Regions from separate parts of the Oryctolagus cuniculus genome. Here region 2 is linked to region 1. A link is a contact called in public Hi-C data. All regions are on one chromosome and are shown on one strand. Each heading gives the region's core, a stretch centred on a gene start, on an enhancer-like site or on the middle of the called end of the contact. The rest is flanking DNA. Distances are from core to core; before and after follow the strand shown. Region 1 overlaps COL23A1 (collagen type XXIII alpha 1 chain). Region 2 overlaps COL23A1 (collagen type XXIII alpha 1 chain).

The links. A called contact is a pair of places that touch in the nucleus more often than the background predicts.
Region 2: a contact with region 1 is called in a Hi-C map of psoas muscle, with 7 times the contacts expected there. The contact joins two enhancer-like sites. A contact is called at or near these places in 3 of 6 Hi-C or Micro-C datasets (ear pinna, psoas muscle and an unstated tissue).

What each region holds. Positions count from the first base shown.
Region 1 is chr6:63,849,859-63,853,665 of mOryCun1.1, reverse strand. All of the region lies in intron 5 of COL23A1 (collagen type XXIII alpha 1 chain), which reads left to right. Among named protein-coding and RNA genes, the nearest start is that of PHYKPL, 39 kb to the right of the region's middle. Within about 2 kb of position 2,340, at least 1 of the 8 cell types and tissues checked has an H3K27ac peak or open chromatin away from gene starts, as enhancers often do.
Region 2 is chr6:64,078,790-64,082,707 of mOryCun1.1, reverse strand. All of the region lies in intron 2 of COL23A1 (collagen type XXIII alpha 1 chain), which reads left to right. Among named protein-coding and RNA genes, the nearest start is that of COL23A1, 47 kb to the left of the region's middle. Within about 2 kb of position 2,362, at least 1 of the 8 cell types and tissues checked has an H3K27ac peak or open chromatin away from gene starts, as enhancers often do.

The DNA of each region.
Region 1 (3,807 bases), core at 1,091-3,590:
GGTCCAGGGACCACAAGGCTCAAGGAATCAGCAGTGCAGGGGGAATTCTGAGCTCAGAACGTTGCAAGCCAAGTGCACCCATGCCAGCCCAGCTCCCAGTTCTGAACTCTTGGCCATTGCAGGCATTTGGGGAGTACATCAGCTCTTTCTCTGCCACTCAAATGAATGAATTAATTAATCTTTTTTTTTTCTTTTTTTGACAGGCAGAGTGGACAGTGAGAGAGAGAGAGACAGAGAGAAAGGTCTTCCTTTTGCCGTTGGTTCACCCTCCAATGGCCACGCGGCTGGCGCTTCGCGCTGATCCGAAGCCAGGAGTCAAGTGCTTCTCCTGGTCTCCCATGGGGTGCAGGGCCCAAGGACTTGGGCCATCCTCCACTGCACTCCCGGGCCATAGCAGAGGGCTGGCCTGGAAGAGGGGCAACCGGGACAGGATCTGGCGCCCCGACCGGGACTAGAACCCAGTGTGCCGGCGCCACAAGGTGGAGGATTAGCCTAGTGAGCCGTGGCGCTGGCCCAATTAATCATCTTAAGTGGATGAATTGAGAGTTAAATGATGAAAAAAAGCAATGATCTTGAGGGAGAAATTTTCCCAGCAGAGGAAAAAGCAGGTGCCCAGGTCATGAATTTGGAGTGAGCTTTGTGTCTCCAGCAGCACTGAAGGCCACAGTGGAAGGAATGAGTGAGCGAGGGACAGGGAGATGGTAGAAGGCAAATGCCAAGGGGTGTCTGGGCCGCATCAGGTAAAACCTTGAAGGCCATGGTTTTGAAGGTCCGCTGGGGGGAGATGATGGCTGAACTTGGCCCTGGTTCTAGAAGCCACCCTCCCCAGAGACAGCTGCCAGGGGCACTGAGTCCTTTAGGGAACCCATGAGACAGGACTGTCACCTCTCAGCCCCTCAGCCCTCCAACTGTGCCAGGGAAGCGGGGGCAAGTACTGAGTGCTTACTGGATACACACTTATTCATGGGAGGCCAAGGCAGAAAGCTCCAAAACTCAAACCTCCTGAGCACAAATCCGAGGCCACAGCAGACAATTCCACATCTGACCTCACGGGATGGATCGCAGCGCAAACACAGATGCACCAGCACATAAGCTGTTCCTCAGGCCTATGAGACAAATGAATGTGGGGTTGAGTCTGGTCCTGCCCCAAAATATCTTGTGTTGCAGGCAGACTTTCCACAATGCGAAACCTGAAACCCATGTGGCCCCAGGCATTTCAGGAAGGGGCCTCCCAGGCTGCAGGGCAAAGACGAGGAAGGGAGCCTGGTGGGAGGGGGTTTCTGTAGTGCCTTCCCTAGTGAGACCATAATCCAGAATTGCAAGGTGGCAGCTGCTGAGGGTTGCACTAGCGCCACCTCCTGGGCCCCAAGCATAGTGCAGGGGACCCATCTGCCCAAATACCCCCCACCCCCACCAGAGGGATGGGGCACACACTTGCTCCGGGATTTACAGGCTCCCGGCCGCAGCGTGGTCCCTGAGGCAGGGCCCCAGCCTGGGACCAATTTTGACATGAATGACTCAGTCCGGCTGTTTGGAATTAATCAAGGGAGCGAAAGGGGCTCCGAGCACCACACATACATGTGCTTTCTTGCACTCTCGTAGTTCAAAAACAGCTTTGATTGTAAAAGTGTAATTAGTTAAATGATTCATCTGTAATGTCCTAAACCCATCTGTTTTTTTAGATTCCAACATCCTCCATCTCATTTTCATCTGACCCCTGCGGGACTGCCCCCCAGCCCCCTGGATTCCGGGCTGAGCAGGGGACGGGATGAAAGCAGATGTCCCAAGTCCCCAGTCATGGCCCCCAGATTGGAACCGCAAGGAGACACAGCCTGGCCCGCTGGAGAGGGCCACCATGCTGGCCTCTCCCACAGCCCCCAGGCCCACATTGGGCAGCTGCCCCTTGTCTTGGCCGGGTACTGCATGCCCAGTTTCCCCATGAGTGTCCCTTGTGGGGCACCCCAGCTTGGGGAGGCTCAGCTGCTGCTCCTGTCTTTGGGCCCCAGATGACTCATATAGACCTGGCATTGGCCCCGGTGCCTCCTGTGCACCTCGTCCTGGGCTGTCACTTAGCAAGGGCAGCAGCCGTCAGGGACCCAGCAAAGGAGGCCAAGCCTGCTCTTTGCTGGTTTGCCTGGGCTGCAGGCTGGCACCGAGCCCCACGTGCCCAGGGCAGCAAAGCAGCCTCACTCCATTGTCACAGAGCTGAGCAAGGCTGTTGCACCAAGCCCAGGGCTTCAAAGGAAACAGGCTTGGGAGAAAGCCTCTATGAGGGTAGGAGCCTCTCCACCCAGCTTCCCCGGTCCGGCACTAGGAGAGGCAGCACTGTCACCTCCAGTGCAACCCTGATCCCTCTAAGCCTGGACCTCTTCAACCTCTGGGAAGCCCCAGGGCAGATTTCAACGGGCTGGGTGCAGTGAGCGACAGCCCGTGCTGTCGCCATGGTCGATGACGTCAGCAGGGGAGCCCCTTCTTAGCCTGCAGCCTCAACGCCCTGCCCGGGATCCCGGTGGAGCTCCCCCGGCTGCGGCCCCGGCACAGGAGTCAGCCCGGGCCGGCCTCCCGCAGGTCCAGGGCGCCCTCTAGTGCCCGGCCCCGGAGCGCGTCCTGCGTTCCAACTGCGCCCAGGGCGCATTTGGGCCTCCTGGCGGCAGTGATGAGAGGTCCGTCCAGGGGTCCCCATCTCACGGAGCCCGTGATTGAGAAAGGGAGAGAATCAAAAGAGCGTGAGTCCCGGCCTCGCTGGGCGCTGTGGTCAGGGCGCCTGTGCCTGGCCTGGGGAGGGAGGAGGCAGGTGTGGACCGAGGTCAGGAGGTCAAGTAGGTGCCGACAGTGGGAGCCGCAGGAGGAGCAGCCAGGTGGTGGGGGCGGCTACTTGTCCTCCTGACCCAGCCCGCGCCCCCTTCCTCGGGGCAGCGCTGCCACGTGTTCTCCCTAGATGTGGAAGCTAAAAACAAAAACAAAAAACAAGCCGCCGCCGCGGCTCACTAGGCTAATCCTCCGCCTTGCGGCGCCGGCACGCCGGGTTCTAGTCTCGGTCGGGGCGCCGGATTCTGTCCCAGCTGCCCCTCTTCCAGGCCAGCTCTCTGCTCTGGCCAGGGAGTGCAGTGAAGGATGGCCCGAGTGCTTGGGCCCTGCACCCCATGGGAGACCAGGAGAAGTACCTGGCTCCTGCCATCGGATCAGCGCGGTGCGCCGGCCACAGCGTGCCAGCAGCGGCGGCCATTGGAGGGTGAACCAACGGCAAAGGAAGACCTTTCTCTCTGTCTCTCTCTCTCTCACTGTCCACTCTGCCTGTCAAACACACACACACACACACACACACAGGCAGGTCACATCCTTGAATCAGGCTGAAGCGAGCAGCACAGGGGCCCCAGCAGGAGACTTGGGCTCAGGGCCCTGGCTGGGGGTCCAAGCTTCAGCTCCCTCTGTTTTTAGAACAATGACAATGGCGCCTGCCTGCCACGGTCAGGGTCGCTGGTGGCCAGCTAAGAGGACAAGGGTGCATCACACGTGGACACCCTACCTGCGGCACACACTGCACGCCAGGCTGCTCTGTCTCCTCCGTCGTGCAGAAAGGGGCGGGGCGGGGAAGGGAGCGGTGGAGGCTGGTCCTGGCGGGAAGGAGAACAGGAGAGCCGGCTCACAGCCAGAATTCTAGGCTCCCCAGCGCTTGGGTGCCTTACCAGGGCTGGCCAGAGGGGGAGACTCCGCCGCTGGGGCTGGGGGCAAACCCGGAGCAGGGGATGGGAGGGGGTGGCTGGAGTCCAGCCCAGGCAGAGGGACCATTGTTGCATTATTGTTCGG
Region 2 (3,918 bases), core at 1,113-3,612, 230 kb before region 1:
ACGACAATGGCCAAAGCCAGGAGCCTAAAACTCTACCCGGATATCCTACATGGGTGGCAGGGGGCCCAGAACTTGGGCCATCTTCCACTGCTTTCCCAGACAAATTAGCAGGGAGCTGGATCAGATGTGGAGCAGCTGAGACTTAAATCAGCAGTTATATAGGATGCCAGTGTTGCAGGCAGCGGCTTTACCTGCAGCACTACACTAGCCCCTGTCAATCTAATTCCTGCCTCCCTCTCTGGGTCCATCTCTTCCTGTGTTCTGTGGAATTGCTCAGAACCCCTGTCATTCTTTGTGTTTATATTACAGCACTATTCGCTGCAGCCACGATATGAAACCGAGTGAGTGTCCATGAACAAGGGAATGAAGGCAATGTGGTATATTATATATACACAGGGGAGTACTCTTCAGCCATGAAAAGGGATGAAATCCTGTCATTTGCAACAAGGAGGATAAACCTGGAGGACACTGTTAAATAAAGGCACCCAGGCATAGAAAGACAGGAGCATAGAAAGATCTCAATCCTGTGTGGAATCTGAAGTGGAACTCACAGCCGTAAACAGTAGAATGACGGTTCCCAGAGGGCGCTGAGGACAGGAGAGGCTGGTCACCAGCACAGAGATACAGGTAGACAGGAGTGAGTCCTGGCGTTCCATAGCACGGCAGGGTGATGACAGTTAGCAGTGTTATAGTGAATAGTTCAAAATAGCTGGAGGAGAGAGTTTTGAATATCTCACCACAATAAAGTGATGTAGGAGGTGACACTAAGCTAAATACCTGGGTTTGCTCCCTCAGTCCACATGTACGTTGTGTGCATGGATTGAAACATCACACAGTACCCCATAAATGGGTATAATTATTCATTGGAAGCAAAATAAAAAATATATCCCTTCCTTAATTTTTAAAAGACATCCTTATTTTGCTTGTTAATTTCCTGAGGAACATAGAGAGAAAGAGAGAAAAGGCACTTCGTTAGACCACCACCCAGATTTCCACAATGGCCAGAGCTGAGCCAGGATGAAGCTAGGATCTAGAAACCCAATCCAGGTCTCCCATGTGGGTGGCAGAGACCGAATACTTGAGCTATCACCACCGCCTCCCACAGTGTGCTTTAGCGGGAAACCAAACAGGGAGCGGAACTGGGACTCGAACTCAAGCACTCATGTGGGACGCAGGGGTCCTGAACACCCTTCTCCTTACTTTTTGCCCCAAGTATGCTTGTTCATTCTTCAGGGCTTCAGCTTCAGGCTCACCTCTTCCGGGGAAGTTTTCCCATTCTCCAGGCAGAATTAATTGTTCCTTGCAGGATCTCACCATATTGTGGGTGCTGCTCAGCTGCAGCAGCTGTCACTCCACATTGTAGCTGCTGTCACTGCACTTGCAGCTGTTCTGAGCTGGCTAAGGGCTTAAATTCATTTTCCAGGTTCTTGCCTTTTACTTAGAGAAGAATTCTAATTACAGGCCCAAACACGGCATGCAGTGTGATCAACTTTATTTATAAAGCAAGGAAAATACACAGGCTCATTAAGGCTTTATTAAGGGAGAATGGGTCCAAAGAAAGGGAATTATCCTACCTTGCTCCAATCATCCTGAGTCCACGTAGAGGAGAGAGAGCTTCCGCTCTTCCTAGCTTTTTATGCACTTGGAAAAACAGAAGTGCTTACGTGGTACCACCCACATGTCCCAGGTAAAAAGAGGTACTTTCTGGGGAGAGGTCCCCTGATTGACAGGTAGATGAAAAGGACAGCACCAAGTGAAGGAGGTGCAGCTTCCAACTCATGAACTTAAAATCATCTATCTAAGCTGTCCTACTTGACAGCCACACTGTCACCCTGGAAGGCCACGCCCTGCCCCTCCATAATAAAGGAGCAGGCGCACTCAGCTCTTTTTATAAACACTCTTGTGTGACTTGTGACGGGCCGACGACAGGTCTGCTGGAGGCCGTTCCAGAGGAGGGATAATCAAGTCTAGGAATAGAGCTGCGGTGGACACTGCCACTCCTGCATTTCCAGGCTGTCCAGGCACAGAGGGGCCTGCCCGGTGGGGGGGGGGGGGCTTCTCCTGCCCTTCTGTGCTGAGACTGCACCCTGCTCTCCCTGCCTCCAGCCCCATGTTTGCACCACATGGCTGGACTCAGACATCGCTGGGGCCAAGGCTAGCTCTGCTGAGGCCTGAGCTTTCCCCAGGGGCTGATGGTTAAAGTCATTTGCGTCTGGTGTGGCGCTCCCTGGCCAGGGCCCTTGCCGTGATTCAGATCCTGCAGGGGCCCTTGCCATCTGCGCTGTGGAAATGTACTCCCTGCCGGCAAGCAGCTCAGAAAGCTCCTTCCTGAGAGCCCTGCCTAATCCCTCTGCAGCTCACATTTCCTGTACTTGACGTTCTAGCCCCGCGCCACTTAAATCTAGTAGAGCTGGGGAGCTTCGAGACCCAGGCAGAGCCAACTGCCACCTCTGCACAGGTGCTCCTCCCTCCACCCAGGCTCTGTGTGCCCCTCTGCCCTAGCCGTGGACGCCCATGGCCTCGCAGAGGTGGTGCCAGCTTGTCCCCACCGTGAGCCAGCCAAGCCCTCTAGCGTAGGGTGTTCTCCGTTTGCATCCTCGTAGGATTGATGGGACAGGCTGTTGGGTGCTCCTGCTTGACTGTGCTAGCAGTCATGGCTGTGGCAGAAACATATGGAAATGTTCCCCTTTTCCTTCATCTCTTAATTTGGCTCCCTCCGCCCCAGGCCCGCATTGCCCACACAAACCCTGCGTTATTTCACTTCATCATCCCGAAGTGCTTAGCGGCATCTCACAGGAACCAGGGGGAAGCAGCAGCTGTGAGGGCAGAGGCCTGGCCTTGCAGGCTCTGGGCTGTCATGCAAGGAGCAGAGAGGAGGGAGGGGATCCAGGGAGGGGCTGGGATGCTGCCCTGAGGAGTCACATGGATGGTGAGCAAGTTAGTGTTCCATGGTGCTAGCAAAAGAAGTCAGCTCTGGCAGATTCAGCCCAAAAAGGAAGCATCTGAAGAAATACAGGGGCTCCCAGAAGCGAAGTGCAGGTAAAAGGAGGCTTTGGGGTACAGGCCAGCGGTAGGATCAGGGCATTTCCTGAAATCTGGTCAGCAGGAACCTGGTCAGATGAGTGGCTCACTCTACTTGAGATTTAAGGACAGAGCCTGCTGGCCAGGCCTGGATCCTGTTCCCTTTACCTCTTAGCCTGGGGCTTCCATGGCAAAGCTGACAGGCAGAGAGATCCCCTCCACTGAAGCCCTTCCCAGCCCTGACCCTCAGGGGTGCCAGGATGCTGCCTAAGGTGGGGGAAGGAAGTCTGGGTTTGGATGCAGGTGGACCCAGTGGTGAATGCCAGCCATGCACCCGTGGGCTCTGTGAGCTCGGGCAGGTCCTTCACACTCTGCATCCCCCTGTGCACAACATGGGGTACTACACTTCCCGAGTGTACAAACGGAGTGGAAGTGCTTGGGCACACAGTGGGCTCCTCGCTTATCCCTAAGGGAAGTGGACTGTGGCCCCCAACCCAGGTGGGCAGGCAGCCAGGATACAGCTCGTTATTCCAGCGGGGGTGATACTAGGAGTGAGCACAGAAGCAGCGGGCACCTTCCTTCTGTTCCCTCCTCTGCATGAACAAGTGTGGCTTCTTCATCTCTGGGTTCATCCAGTGCCAGGAGCCCTCGGCAAGAGAACCTTCTGTTAAAAGACAGGAAGAACAACTCCTGGCTCCCTGGGGAGCCCTTGGACTTGAGATTCCCTCTGCTGCTCTGTGCATTATCTGCAGGCAGTTTCACAGCCCTTTCATGGTCCACCAAAGGCCCCCTCTGCCTCTCTGTTCCTTTGTGTTTTCCTCCGCCCTGCCTTCAAACAGCAGAATGCCAGTAGAGTCGCCTGCCCCCCTAGGTCGTGATTTTCACAACACTGATGGG